2 separate regions of the Sus scrofa genome follow, and region 2 is linked to region 1. A link is a contact called in public Hi-C data. All regions are on one chromosome and are shown on one strand. Each heading gives the region's core, a stretch centred on a gene start, on an enhancer-like site or on the middle of the called end of the contact. The rest is flanking DNA. Distances are from core to core; before and after follow the strand shown. Region 1 holds the start of ANKRD35 (ankyrin repeat domain-containing protein 35). Region 2 holds the start of ANKRD34A (ankyrin repeat domain-containing protein 34A).

Evidence for each region. Hi-C and Micro-C count contacts between places; a contact is called where the count stands out from the background.
Region 2: a contact with region 1 is called in a Hi-C map of mesenteric adipose tissue, with 1.6 times the contacts expected there. The contact joins the promoter of ANKRD34A here to the promoter of ANKRD35 in region 1. A contact is called at or near these places in 2 of 5 promoter capture datasets (fetal skeletal muscle and liver), 10 of 47 Hi-C or Micro-C datasets (embryonic fibroblasts, epiblast stem cells, fetal skeletal muscle and 6 more) and 2 of 2 datasets of contacts at active chromatin or transcription factors (alveolar macrophages and skeletal muscle).

Annotation. Positions count from the first base shown.
Region 1 is chr4:99,437,092-99,443,805 of Sscrofa11.1, forward strand. ANKRD35 (ankyrin repeat domain-containing protein 35) reads left to right here and starts at 4,173. Exons shown (of 15, transcript XM_021089942.1): 1 at 4,173-5,685; 2 at 6,103-6,224. The coding sequence starts at 6,186. It overlaps ITGA10 (integrin alpha-10), which reads left to right. Exons shown (of 30, transcript XM_021089939.1): 28 at 256-351; 29 at 873-986; 30 at 1,254-3,665. The coding sequence ends at 1,319.
Region 2 is chr4:99,374,033-99,380,746 of Sscrofa11.1, forward strand. ANKRD34A (ankyrin repeat domain-containing protein 34A) reads left to right here and starts at 3,523. Exons shown (of 4, transcript XM_021089938.1): 1 at 3,523-4,899; 2 at 5,073-5,287; 3 at 5,390-5,453; 4 at 5,836-6,714. The coding sequence starts at 5,952. It overlaps POLR3GL (DNA-directed RNA polymerase III subunit RPC7-like), which reads right to left and starts at 6,267. Exons shown (of 10, transcript XR_002343450.1): 1 at 6,138-6,267; 2 at 3,316-3,486.

The DNA of each region.
Region 1 (6,714 bases), core at 2,923-5,422:
TCTAAACTTCAACCTAAAGGAAAGGCAGGCATGAGCCAAAGAAAGAATGTGTTGACAGCATTTCAGGTGGAACAAGCAGAGTATGTGAAGGGCCAGAGGCTTTCCATCTATTACCCTTCCTCTCCTTCCCCATTGGTCTCACTCAACCTTTTCTCCTCTGGTCTTGAGGATCCTAGAAGCTGTGCCTCTCAGCCTCATCTTTGCCACTGGGGTTCTGAGAGCCGTAGCTCACTTTAAATGTCTTCCCATCCACAGGCCAAATTCAAGTCTCTGACAGTGGTCAGCACATTCGAGCTGGGAACTGAGGAGGGCAGTGTCCTACAGCTGACGGAAGCCTCCCGCTGGAGTGAGGTGAGGCTGGAGACTGAGTTTGAGAGCCAAGAAACTAGTACATGTTGGGGTGAGATAAGGGCAATCTTCGAGCTCTGTCAGAACAGAAGTGTCTTCATGAGGCAGTGTTCAGGGAATCAGAAGTGACAAATCAAAATGATGGGGCCCTTGGAGCTCCATTGTGGTGCAGCAGAAATGAATCCAAGTCATATCCATGAGGTTGCAGGTTCGAATCCCGGGCCTTGATCAGTGGGTCGGGGATCTGGTGTTACCACGAGCTGTGGTGTAGGTTGTAGATGCGGCTCAGATCCCATGTTTCTGTGGCTGTGGTGTAGCTGCAGCTCCAATTTGACCCCTACCCTGGGAACTTCCATATGCCCTAAAAAGACCAAAAAAAAAAAAAAAAAAAAAGAATGGTGGGGCCCACTGCCTCCATTCCTACTTTAGTTTCTTTCCTTTTATTCTTCTGTTTCAAGGCTGGCTTTTCTACAATGTGGGGTGCAAAAGAGTGCAAGTGAAAAACAGTTCTTCTCCCTATACAGAGCTTCCTGGAGGTGATTCAGTCCCGTCCCGTCCTCATCTCCCTGTGGATCCTGATTGGCAGTGTCCTGGGAGGGCTGCTCCTGCTTGCTCTCCTTGTCTTTTGCCTTTGGAAGGTAAGCACTGCTGTAGTTGGGAGCATGGGTTGTGGTGCCCATGAGTTAAGAGATCCTTGATTAGAGCAGGGAGAACTGGATTTGTGCTGCAGCTAAGCAGACAAGGGTATCATGCCCAGATCTCCTCTACAAATGTTGAATTAAACTAAGCCAACTAAAATACATTTGAATCTCCTTTTGGAAGCAGAACAAAACTGAAGATTTCCGATACCTCTGAGGGCTGTTGGTAAGGTCATTTGGCGATGACTCTTATGTCTTCCCCTGCAGCTTGGCTTCTTTGCCCGTAAGAAAATCCCTGAAGAAGAAAAAAGAGAAGAGAAAGTGGAGCAATGAATGTAGAATAAAGCCTCAGAAAGTTCTCCCTGGCAGCTTCTCTGAAAGGCTTGCATACGAGCAGAGGTTTGGGGGCTCAAATGGGACAAGAAGCCTCTGGACTATCTCTCCAGACCTGCAACCTGACTTGACTCTTGAGTTATGAGGATGCTGCTGGCAAGAGATGAGGCCTTACCTCAGACAAGAAGGGCTGGCACTAAAACCAGGAACACTCCCACCCTGTGCCTCCCTTCTCATGATCTGGGTTCCAGAGCCAACACTGGGGCCTTGGTGTAGAGCCCTTTTTTTCCTTATAACCAGGAACCAAGAATTTTTCGCCTAGGCCCTGACTTCATTCAGATTCCTTCTACATCCTCCCTGACAATTTGGAAAGATTAAGGGTTATCGTCCTCTGTTTCCCACCTCTCATCCTCCTGCCTTCTCCCCACTCCACAGGAGAAAGCTGACGTTGGCTTGAACGAAGTAAAGTCAACATCTGCTGCTTTCCTGTGGAGTCTGGTGATTCAGAGGGCCGGATGGGGAGAGTCAACAGGAAAAAAGGAGGGAGGAGGCAAAGCCACAAGACACATTCTGTACAATTCCAAGGGAACAGAGAAGCCTTTAGACAGGCAACTGCCATCCCCCTGAAACCTGAGACTTTCGTGGTGCACTCGCCCGCCCTCAGGTGCTGGAGAAATGGAGCCATGCAAGGATTTTCCCAACTCTGCAGCCTTCCCTGGGAGCGAGGCCAGGGCTGGGTGCCCGATTCTCTGGAGCCAGGGGCCCCCACGTGGCTAGAGCTGGAATAACAGAAAAAGACTGGCTACCCCAGGCAGTTCTCTCCTCTCTCAAGCCTCACACACTCCTGAACCCTCCTTGGAGCTGCCTTGTAGAAACTAGAGAGAAGGGAGAGGATTGCCTCTTGATGGTGGGAAACCCTTTCACTTTGCTAGATTTGGGAAGCAGCAGCCCCATGGGATCTGAACAAGTAGGGTTCGCATTAAGGAAGAAGCCGAAGTGGGTGGCAGGAGGTCTCTGGGAAGCAAGCCCTTATTTGATTGGCACTGGTTGTGTAGCACAAGTAGCTCCTAGAAAATGTTTCTGGGGCATCTCCAGTTATAACTTGTAGGGCTTCTCTGGTAGAATCAGTTTGCCAGTCCTTGCCTGATATGTACTGGAAATTCCCAAGTTGATTACTATCTCTGGTTCACCCCACCCCCTGACTCCCATTTTTTTTGGTCATGGCCAGTAAAGAGAATTACATTCTCAACCACAAATGGGTAACTTATAGTAATTTGTAATCAAGACTTTGGATACCAAAGTCAGTTATTGGTTTCTAGAGGGCAGCTCTGATAGCCATTTGAAGAATCAGGACCCGTTTAGAGCTGAGAAGAGAGGGAGTCTGATTGGGCAGTTGATGAGCAGCCACAGATCCTGTCCTCCAGGGCTATTCTTAAGATCTGGTCGCAGTGTTTACTTTGGCATGTCTCTGGACTTTTGCATATGGCGTCGTCTGTTTCCTAGCAGGGTGGACAGTATATTAGATGGCCAGAACAAATACAATTCAGTATCAAATGACTCCTGGCTCTATTTGAGTTCCCTGGGATATAGACTGGTCACAAACAGCAAGAGATGGAGTCTTGGTTCACCTGAAACCTTATGCAGTTGAGTTCCTGGAAGGCAAAGCTATGAAGTATTTGACATGTTTTCTGTGACTCTTCCACTGGAGATGTGCTTTAGCCTCCTTAAGTGAGCATAGAGTGTAAAATGTGTAGGTATGGTAAGCATATAGGCCAAGATCGAAATCCCAGGTCTGCCATTTATGAGCTGTGTGACTTTGGGCAAGTCATAACTACACTGAGGCTGAGATAACAGTAAGAAGCTGTGTAGAGCAGTGGTTAAGAATGACGACAGGAGTTCTCATCGTGGCTCAGCAGTTAGCGAACCTGACTAGCCTCTATGAAGATGAGGGTTCAATCCCTGGCCTCGATCAATGGGTTAAGGATCCAGCATTGCCATGAGCTGTGGTGTAGGTCGCAGATGCAGCTCGGATCTGGTGTTGCTGTGGCTGTGGTGTAGGCCAGTAGCTACAGCTCCAATTAGACCCATGGCCTGGGAACCTCCATATGCTGCAAGTATGGTCCTAAAAGACCAAAAAAAAAAAAAAAAAAAAAAAAAAAGATGAAGACATATTTGAGTTTAAATTGAAGCTGTATCACTTAAAACCTGTTTGATCTAGAACAGATTTAACTTCTCTAGGTCTTGGTTTTCTTGACTTTGAACTTATTAGGGTTGTGCAAACTCAAGGAGATAATTCAGGTAAAGTGAACATAGAATAGTCAATAAATGGTAACTATTGTAACAAAACTTTTGTTATAATCTACCTTTATGTACCCTGTGTTCTGGGGATTGGGAAGGTAAATTGAAGCACCAGATGGTGCTTCTGATCTGGTGACTTACGTACCTGCTCTTTACAGACCCTGAAGATTTGTTTCTTCTGTGTGTTATTTTCTTCTCCCACTAAATCTTATCCTGTGTCTCATGAGGCCTTTGAAACAAGCCTCATGCCCACTAAGGTGATAATTAAGTTAACTAGCTTAAGGTTCTAATGGTAGAACTCAAACCTAGGAGTTCCTCTTGTAGCTTAGCAGGTTAAGAACCTGACATAGTGTCTGTGAGGATGTGAGTTCGATCCCTGGCCTTGCCTAGTGGGTTAAGGATCCAGCATTGCTGCAAGCTGTAAGCTGTTGCATGGGTCACAGTTGCAGCTTGGATCCGGCATTGCTGTGGTTATGGTGTAGGCCTGCAGCTGCAGCTCCAATTCCCAGGACCTTCCACATGTCATAGGTGTGCCCTAAAGAGAAAGAAAGAAAAAGAAAGGAAGGAAGAAAATTTATTGAATTTCTTTAGACACCTAGGATTCTTCTAGTGCCCTCGAGGAACATGTGTACTTAAGCATTGGCCTTCTAGAGACCATGTCTCTGCCTCTATTACCTCACCCTGAGAATGGTGGCCTGTTTGGCCTGTTAGGCAGGGGCAACCATCCTGTGATAAGCTGGTGAGTTATTTTGTGGCAGGAGGAGTCCATAGTGGCACTCAGTACACTTCATATAGGCCACTGTTTGAACAGCCTTAATAGAACATATGGTTTCTGGAGTGGGGACTGAGGCCATGGTTATTTTGACAGATTTCTCCTCTGAATCCCCCAGTCAGCCCTCAAGAAGAGATAGATTTCCTTGAATACTGGTTCATCTAATTCTCTCTCCACATGATTAAAAGAGCACCTTTAATATTTTTCTCCACTTGAGATCCCTCTCCTCTCTATCCCTCAGCTCCAGAATGGGACTTTCTCTAACCCCAACATGTTACCTGTTCAATAAGCCCGTTACCTGTTCCTTTGAAGCAGAGTCAATTTGAGAAGCAACTGTAGAAACAACAGGCTCTCCTGAGACATACAAGTGTTGCTTTCTTCTCATTGTTGCTCCTTTGTTCATTCACTCATCAGACATTACACTTAATATGTGCTAGGCAATGAGAATAGTATAAAATGTAACTCCTACCATCAAAGAGCCCAATCTAGAAGCAAACATGTAAACAAATAATTGCAAATACAGAGACCTGGTTGCTAGACCACATAGCACTAAGTATTAGAAGCTTGTTGCACACAAGAGGCACACCTCTTTTTTTGGTGGGGGTTGCAGAATTTTAAGAGAAAACTTTACAGGAAAAAACAAAAACAAAAACATTTGGCTTGAGGGGCCACCAAGTGTGAGAGAAGGCATGCCAGGGAGGATTATCACCTCAGGAAGGGAAGCATAGTAGAACAGCCTGAGCATTAGGCTATTTGTGAAAGATGAGACTTGAGAAAGCAGGGTGCAGCTCCTGATGATCCTCGTAAACCACATTAAGAACTTTGAACTTTATCCAGTAGGCTTTCATATGCATTTCAGTGTGCTCTCCGGCTGAAGGGAGGAAAAGAGGAAAAGAAAGGCGAGGAGACCACTAGCCTGCAGTGACTCTTCAAGCAAGAATTGCTGAGAATCTGAATTTAAAGAGTAATGGAAATAGGACAGTTTTGTGAGTTTGTGTGTAAGGGGATGCTTAAAACAAGAAGTCTCTCCTCCCTCTCTGCCCTTTTCTAACTTAAGAGGTGTGTTAGGCTATTAAGCCTGGTCCCCTTTCTCCACGTTGCTGTGGGTTATGCATCATCCGCGCTCAATCTTTGCTCCTCACTACCATCTCCCGTTTCCAAACTGCTCTCTCCAAATCCTTTTTTGTGCCTAGGTTTTTGGTCATGAAACAGGGGGAGGAAACAGAGGTAACTAAATTGGCAAAGGTCTCTGGATATAATAAAAACATCGTCACCAGTGGTTAAAAGCGGCAGTTGGTAAGATCCCACCGTACGGGGAGACATGCCTGCCTCCTGAGCGGCGCCGAAGGGGCGGGGCTGGAGCGGTGCTCAGGGGCGGTGCTTGGGGCGGAGCCACAGGCTGGAACGGCGGGCAGGGGCGGGGCGCGAGGGGGAGGATTTTAGTAGGAGGCCGTTGAGGCCGTTGGGTCTGTTCGCCTGTTGAGCTGGTGGGAGCTGGGGGCGGGTTCGGTTTAGGATGGGGAGGTTTGAGACCTAGCCCACGATGCAGCCTCAGACTGCGGGCTTTTTGCCTCCGTAGCAGTGGAGTGGGGCTGGGGCTGGGGCGGAGTTTTAAACCCAGCCCTTGAGTTCTTGTCTCTGATTGAATGGGGTGGATCCTGGGGCGGGTCCTGGGGCGGGTCCAGGTCTGCTTTTGACAGCTCTTTTACACAGCCGCAGCCAAGTCCGGTGGGTTCCGGAAACCTGTGGCCCGGCTCTCCGCGCGTCCCCGTCCCCCCGTGGCCGAGGCCTCGGCCATGAAGCGCATCTTCTCCTGCTCCAGCTCACAGGTGGCGGTATGTGCAAAAATGTTTGGGAGGGTGGGCATGGGGCTGGGGTCCATCACCTGTGGTGACAAAAGTCCTGAGTCCCGAGATCTCCAGGCACCATCGCCCTTTCTGTTTATTGGTTTTTCCAGCTCTTCCACTCCCGCAATGCAGCCCTCCAGCCCTGCCTTCCTCAAGACTGTCCCGCAGCCTCTGACTTGCCTTCCTAACCTCTGCCTTCCCCAAGGTCCTTTGCCTTGGTTCTTTCTTGTCCTCCTAGCATCTACACCCCCAACTTCTGATATGTTTCCAGCAGCCCCTACCCCTTCCTGAAGGCTCTGTTCTCTACTGCTGTTTCCCAGTGCTGAACTACCCTCAGTCATCTGTCCTAGCACCAGCCCCTGCTCAGCCCCAACAGCCTTTCTGTCTCCCAAGTACTGCCCCATCACCCCATTTTCCAGCCCTGGACTGTCTTTACAACCCTGCTCTCCCATCTGGCCCTCTCTGCTGTTTCCTCTCC
Region 2 (6,714 bases), core at 2,273-4,772, 64 kb before region 1:
GGTTTTTTGTTTTTGTTTTTGTTTCCCCCTAATTCAAAGCATACTCAAGCCAGGGATCAGATCCGAGCCACAGCTGCAACCTACAATGAGCTGTGGCAAAGCCAACCACTGTGCCAGGCAGGAACTGAACTTGCATCCCAGTGCTGCACAGATGTCACTGATCCTGTTGCACCACAGGGGGACTTCCTCAATGAAGTTTATTTTTCTTTTTTAAATGGATCTTATATTCTAGTAGAGTTGTCAGTATACAAATGTTGCAAACCATGAGACTGGGTGAGATTCCCTAAAGGAGTGGATGTGAACAGAGAAAAGAAGAGCTCCAGGGACTGAGGCATGGAGCATCCTAATATTTAGAGTTTGCTACATTTGCAATAAACAAGGCAAGGACTTAACACTCTTATTACATTAGAACTCATGGAAATCCAAATGAAAAAAATTATCCCAATAGAATAAATGTGCAAAGAACATGAATAGGCAAAACAAAAGAATGGCCGATAAAACCACTCTTTACCTACCAAATAGACAAAGATTTAAAAAATAATCAGGCTGGCATGAGGTTCTGTTTTGTTTTGTTTTTGAGATGGACACTCGTATCTCACCGGAAGGACTATAAACACAAACTTTTGGGGGAGGAATTTGGCCATTTGAATCTATAGCATTTTAAAAAGTTCATATACTTAGTCCAGTAATCCCACTTTAAAAATCTAAAGAAATCATCAGATACATAGTTAGAGATATAAGTAAAGGTATGTTCATCAAAGAGCTATACGTGGTAGCCCAAATTCTGAAATAACATAAATGGTCCAACAAAAAAAATTGAATGGCTAATAGAGGTCCCCTGTGGCTCAGTGGGTTAAGGATCCATCAGTTGTCACTGCTGTGGTTTGAGTGGCATGAGTTCAGTCCATGACCCAGGAAACTGGTGTAGACACACGCAAAAAAAAAAAAAAAAAAGTTACCACCAAGACAGCTTTCCCTCTTTTTTTTTTTTAATGGCCACACTCGCATCATAAAGAAGTTCCCAGGCTAGGGGCTGAATCAGAGCTGCAGCTGCTGGCCTATGCCACAGCCAGGCAGATTGGAGCCAGGTCTGCAATGTAAACCACAGCTCACAGCAATGCCCAATTGAACCCACATCCTCATGGATACTAGTTGGCTTGTTTCTGCTGAGCCTCAATGGGAACTCCTCCCTCCTTTGTAATGGAAATGCAGAGTGCATTGCCTCCAGCCGTATCTTTCTTTCTTTCTTCCTTCCTTTCCTTCCTTCCTTCCTTCCTTCCTTTCTTTCTTTCCTTTCTTTCAGCTGCACTTGCTGCAAGTGGAAGTTCCCGTTCCAGAGATCCAACCTGCACCACGACAATAACCCACACCACAGCAGTGACAATGTTGGATCCTTAACCCACCAGGGAACTCCTATTTCATGTTTTACTTGTTGGATATTGATTGAAGAACAAATATCCAAAGAAATGGAACCAACTACAAGGTGAGATCAGGAGTTCCCGTCGTGGCGCAGTGGTTAACGAATCCGACTAGAAACCATGAGGTTGCGGGTTCGGTCCCTGCCCTTGCTCAGTGGGTTAACGATACGGCGTTGCCGTGAGCTCTGGTGTAGGTTGCAGACCCGGCTCGGATCCCGCATTGCTGTGGCTCTGGCCTAGGCCGTAGGCCGGTGGCTGCAGCTCCGATTCAACCCCTAGCCTGGGAACCTCCATATGCGGCGAGAGCGGCCCAAGAAATAGGTAAAAAAAAAAACAAAACCAAAAAAAGTGAGATCAGAAGTTCTTTTGGTAGATAAATCAAAGCTGAATAACAATTTACTAAATATGGTTTATCAGAGGAAGGATGAATGGCTACTGCAGAGGATTCACTAAGATCCCCATTGTCTAGTATCGTGTCTAACATATATTAGATGCTCAATAAATGAAAGAAAATGTGATTTCTAAGGGCTGTTCCAGGCTTTAGACCTTGAGATTCCTACAGCCTCCCCTCACAGTCCCAGTCCTCTTGGTTTTCTCCCTTCTCAGGACTGTGGGAGCTATTATTATGAACCACTAATTTAAGAGGTCATAATTATATACTGTATTGTATTTTATTGTCTTTTATTAATTGTTCCCTAATCATCTCAGGGCTTTAAATGCTTCCTCCCCAATCAGTTCCATCCAATTAAGTTTTATTTGGCACTGTGGATTAAGTATAGAACCTGCCCTACAAAAACTTATATTCTTTTTTTTTTTTTTTTTTTTTTTTTTGCTTTTTAGGGCTGCACTTGCAGCATATGGAAGTTCCCAGGTTAGGGGTTGAATCAGAGCTGCAGCTGCCGGCCTATTGCCAAAGCTACAGCAACACTGTGGAATACAAGCCTCATCTGCAACCTACACCACAGCTCACAGCAACGCCTGATCCTTAACCCACTGAGCAAAGCCATGGATCGTACCCACCTCCTCATGGATACTAGTTGGGTTCATAACTGCGAAGCCATGACTCAAACTCCGAAACCTTAGATTCTAAGAAGAACAAAAATGCTAAAAACGAAGAGGGCACAAGTACTCCAGTAGAAGTGTGCATAAAATGCTGTCGTCAGACTGGGGAACAATTAATTCTACAAAAAAAAGGTAGTCCAGGAAAGCTACAGGTAGGAAGTAATATTTCATCAGAGTCTTGACAGATAACAGGAGTTTGTCAGGCTCTTAGGGGAATAATATTCATAGACTCAGGGAAAGCCTGATACCAGGGCAAAGAGAGGCGCCAGAGCAAGTCTTTCACTTTCTGCTTTAATATACCTCCCCTTTGCGCAAAAGAAAACTATGGTTCTCTGGTATACAATCAACCTAGTAATGGGAGCCCAGAGGAAAAGGGTAGGGAACTAGAAGGGGGCTGATCCAACAGGCTGCCGGAAAACGTTGTCTATCTATCTAGCAGCTTGACCTAGTGAACTCGTTTGGGAGGTGTGAGACCGAACCAGGTCAGAGCCACCAAGTCGAAGCCTTACCTGCTGCCCCTTCCCCACGGAGCCCACGCCGCAGCCAACTTGAAATTTGCTTGTCTTCCTCAATCTGGTGGCGTTCTAGGTCCGCCTCCCAGAGCTCCCCATTGGTGGGTTCTCCTGACCAATCTAGGAGAAGCCGGGGAGGGAGGCCCGCCCACTTGAAGCCTCGGAGGGGAAGGAGGGAGGGAGTTAGCTGGAACTCAGGCTTGGGTGAGTTCTCCACGCGCTGGAAGAATCACCTTGGGGTCAGTCATTTCAGACCTTATTTCAGATGGAGAACCCCTCGGCTAGCGGGAGTGCACAGAGGGAACCCGACACTCGGATCTCACCAAAGCACTCTGTTGAGGGAGCTTCCACAGAAATGAACTTCTATGAAACCTGCTCCTTAGGATCAGTCCTTCGGTGACTCTGTCTTCACATTTGGCCACTCCTCCATTACTCCAGCCTTCCCTTCAGTCCTGCACTGCTTCTCTCCAGTACCACCAATGAATACGTCTTTTCTTTATAAAAAAAAAAAAAATTCTTTAAGTTGCTGCCATGTCTGTGAGAAGATGCAAAGAGGGTTTAGGGAGGAAAGGATTAGGAATCAGATAATCAGAGCTGAGGAAGCTGGGCAGGTGCCTAGTGTTTCCTGCATTTCCCACTGCCTTCCAGCTCCTCTGGTAAAATGGGGCACAGTGGGAGGAGGAGCCCCACTTACACACACACCCACCCCCAGAAACAGAGAGAGTTCAGAGTAGAGATAGAATCTAGTCAAGAATAATAACCTAGATGTCAGAGAAAATAGCCCTGGGAGAGAAGCCTGTGGAGTAGGAAAGCTGTAGGTGGACTGTCAAGCACCTGGTCTTTGGAATTGACCCGAAACAGAGCTCTGAGGCTTTGGTGAATTTGCTTAAATTTGCTGTTTCAGTTTCTTCATCCATAGCAAGAAGTTAATTCCTACCTTATAGTGTTGTCGTGAGGTTTGGAGGTAATGTATATAAAGTACTTGGCACATAGCTGGTGTCCAATAAATGGTAGCTAGTAAAAATGGGTAGCTTTCCTGCAAATATCTCTCTTTCCCCCTTCTCCAGGAACATTGTTTTCAGTATCTTGTATCTAGTGGCCTCCAGCCTCTGAATTATTTCATGTGAGTTAATCAAACCCTTAGGATTTTTTCTTCAACCCCTCCCCACTCCCCCTGATGCCTTCCAGCTGGACACAAACTCATTCCTAAAATATGCAGATGGAAGCTGTGGTAACCATGGAGACAGGGCAGGTGGTGAGGAGAAGGCAGAGACAGACAGTGTGAGAAAAGGACTGCTACAGACAGGGAGAAAGAAGACTTTAAGAAGCGACTCAGAGACCTTCAAGTAAGATGGAAAAATAATGAGTCTAAGAAAGACTGAGAGTAAAGAGATGCAATGAGAGAGGATGTGTTACAAGGTTCACTCTTCTCTGCCCCTTTTCTATTTCTCTTCTCCCCCAATCCCTCCAAGAATATGAGGAGGCACCTGAGGATGCCCCTCGCCATATCTAAAAATGACCCCAAACACCCAGCCTCCTCATACTTATCTAAGGTCTGTACAGGGAGCTGAGGTCCAAGTTTATCTGTGCTCCATGTTCCATTTTTGGGAGGTGGAATGAAGATCTATCGCTGTGTCTGACTCCAGTTCCCCCTGACATTTAAACTAGGAGAAGGCAGCCAGAGCTCTTGCCTCTCTCAGCACAGTAAGGACTCTGGCTGTGGACCCCCATCGCCTCTCTCTACCTTTCTGCACAGTGTGCCATGTGCCTTGTGTGGCAGATCAGGTCTGGTGCACAGGCGCACATCAATACACCAAGCTCCGAGAATAGGGATCTGCTGAAGCTCAACGAAGAATTGGGATGGTCCCCAGTCTAGGTCGCGGAGGAGACTCCCAAGGAACACTTAGGTTTGTTGTGGCTGAGGGGAGGTCGTCTAAGCAGGGGAAGTCAGGATTGGAGCCTCTAGCTTTTGAGGGTTTATATGTGCCTGGGTGGGGTAACGGTTTGGTGCCCGACGCCCCCACCCGCAGAGACTGGGATATAAATAGCGAGGCAGAGCTCCGCCCCCCCCCCCCCCCAGCTTCTCTCCTCCGGAGCCGGCGCTGTGCCCGGGGCGCACTGGGAGGAGGGACCAGGCTTCTGTGCCCGGGCGCAGATACTGACACCAAGGGAATCCGGGTCCACCCCCCACCACCACCACGCCATGTGGGACCCCTGGAACCAAGCTCCGCCACCCCAGCTGCCCCGTGGCCCTGGCCTCAGTCTTGGCCCGGTGGAGATTCTGCGGACATACAGGTATCTATTTGGGTGAACTGCCTGGGAGGGGAAAGAGCAAGGAGTGATGGGGAACATAGCAGGGGCAAAAGAACCCCCCACTTCTCCCCCTACCCGTTTTAGGTCCCAAACGCAAGCTGCCTCCCTCCCCCCATTCAATTTATGGGGCTGTGGCAACCTAAAAGAGGTTAGGAATGGGACTGTGTGTGTGAATGTATGGGTGCATGTGTGTGGGTGGGTGGCGTTCAGCATCCTAGAAAGGGGGATTCCAAGTGCGGATAAGAAAAGGGGGATGCTGGAAAGGTCTGATAAGCCGTGGGGTGAGGGTGGGGGTGCGGATATCCCTGCGCGTGCACGTACGCATTTGCACGCGCGCTCATCCTTCAATGCGGGTGCACCCTTCCCACCTCCTCAGGCATGCGCTGGGGGGATGGGGGTGGCTCAAAGGCATGAGTTAGAAGGACTGTGTGCCATGACGTGGAGCTCTCCCCCGCCCCATGCCGGTCCTTCAACCCGTGCCTCAGTTTCCCTGCCTGAATCAGTCAATAAGATCTTTCTCTTTTTTGCAGGGATTGGCTTCGCCACTGAGCCCTCAGGCCTCTGCCAGCCATCACCCACACGCCCTTAGCTATCCTCGGCAGGTCCCAGTCCCGGCTCCATCGGTGCTTTCGCCCCAGCGGCAGCTATGCTGCATACCGAGGGCCACGCTCTTCTTCGGGCCGTGGGTCAGGGTAAGCTACGATTGGCCCGTTTGCTTCTGGAGGGGGGCGCCTATGTGAATGAGGGTGATGCCCAAGGGGAGACTGCGCTAATGGCGGCCTGTCGGGCCCGCTACGACGACCCCCAGAACAAGGCGCGCATGGTACGCTACCTTCTGGAGCAAGGCGCGGACCCCAACATCGCAGATCGCCTAGGGCGCACCGCGCTCATGCACGCTTGTGCCGGCGGTGGGGGCGCCGCGGTGGCCTCTCTGCTCCTTGCCCACGGCGCAGACCCCTCAGTTCGAGATCACGCTGGCGCCTCGGCGCTTGTCCATGCCCTGGACCGCGGGGATCGCGAAACCCTTGCCACGCTGCTGGACGCCTGTAAGGCCAAGGGCACAGAGGTCATCATCATCACCACCGACACCTCGCCTTCAGGCACCAAGAAGACCCGACAGTATCTCAATTCCCCACCGTCCCCGGGGGTGGAGGACCCGGCTCCCGCTCCTCCTAGCCCGGGGATCTGCACGTCGCCTTCGGAAATCCAACTGCAGACTGCAGGAGGAGGAGCACGGGGGTTGTTGTCCCCTCGTGCCCAGGAAGAAGAGGAGAAGCGGGACGTGTTTGAATTCCCTCTCCCTAAGCCCCCCGATGACCCCTCCCCTTCTGAGCCACTCCCCAAACCACCACGTCATCCTCCAAAACCACTCAAAAGGCTCAATTCGGAGCCCTGGGGCCTAGTGGCCC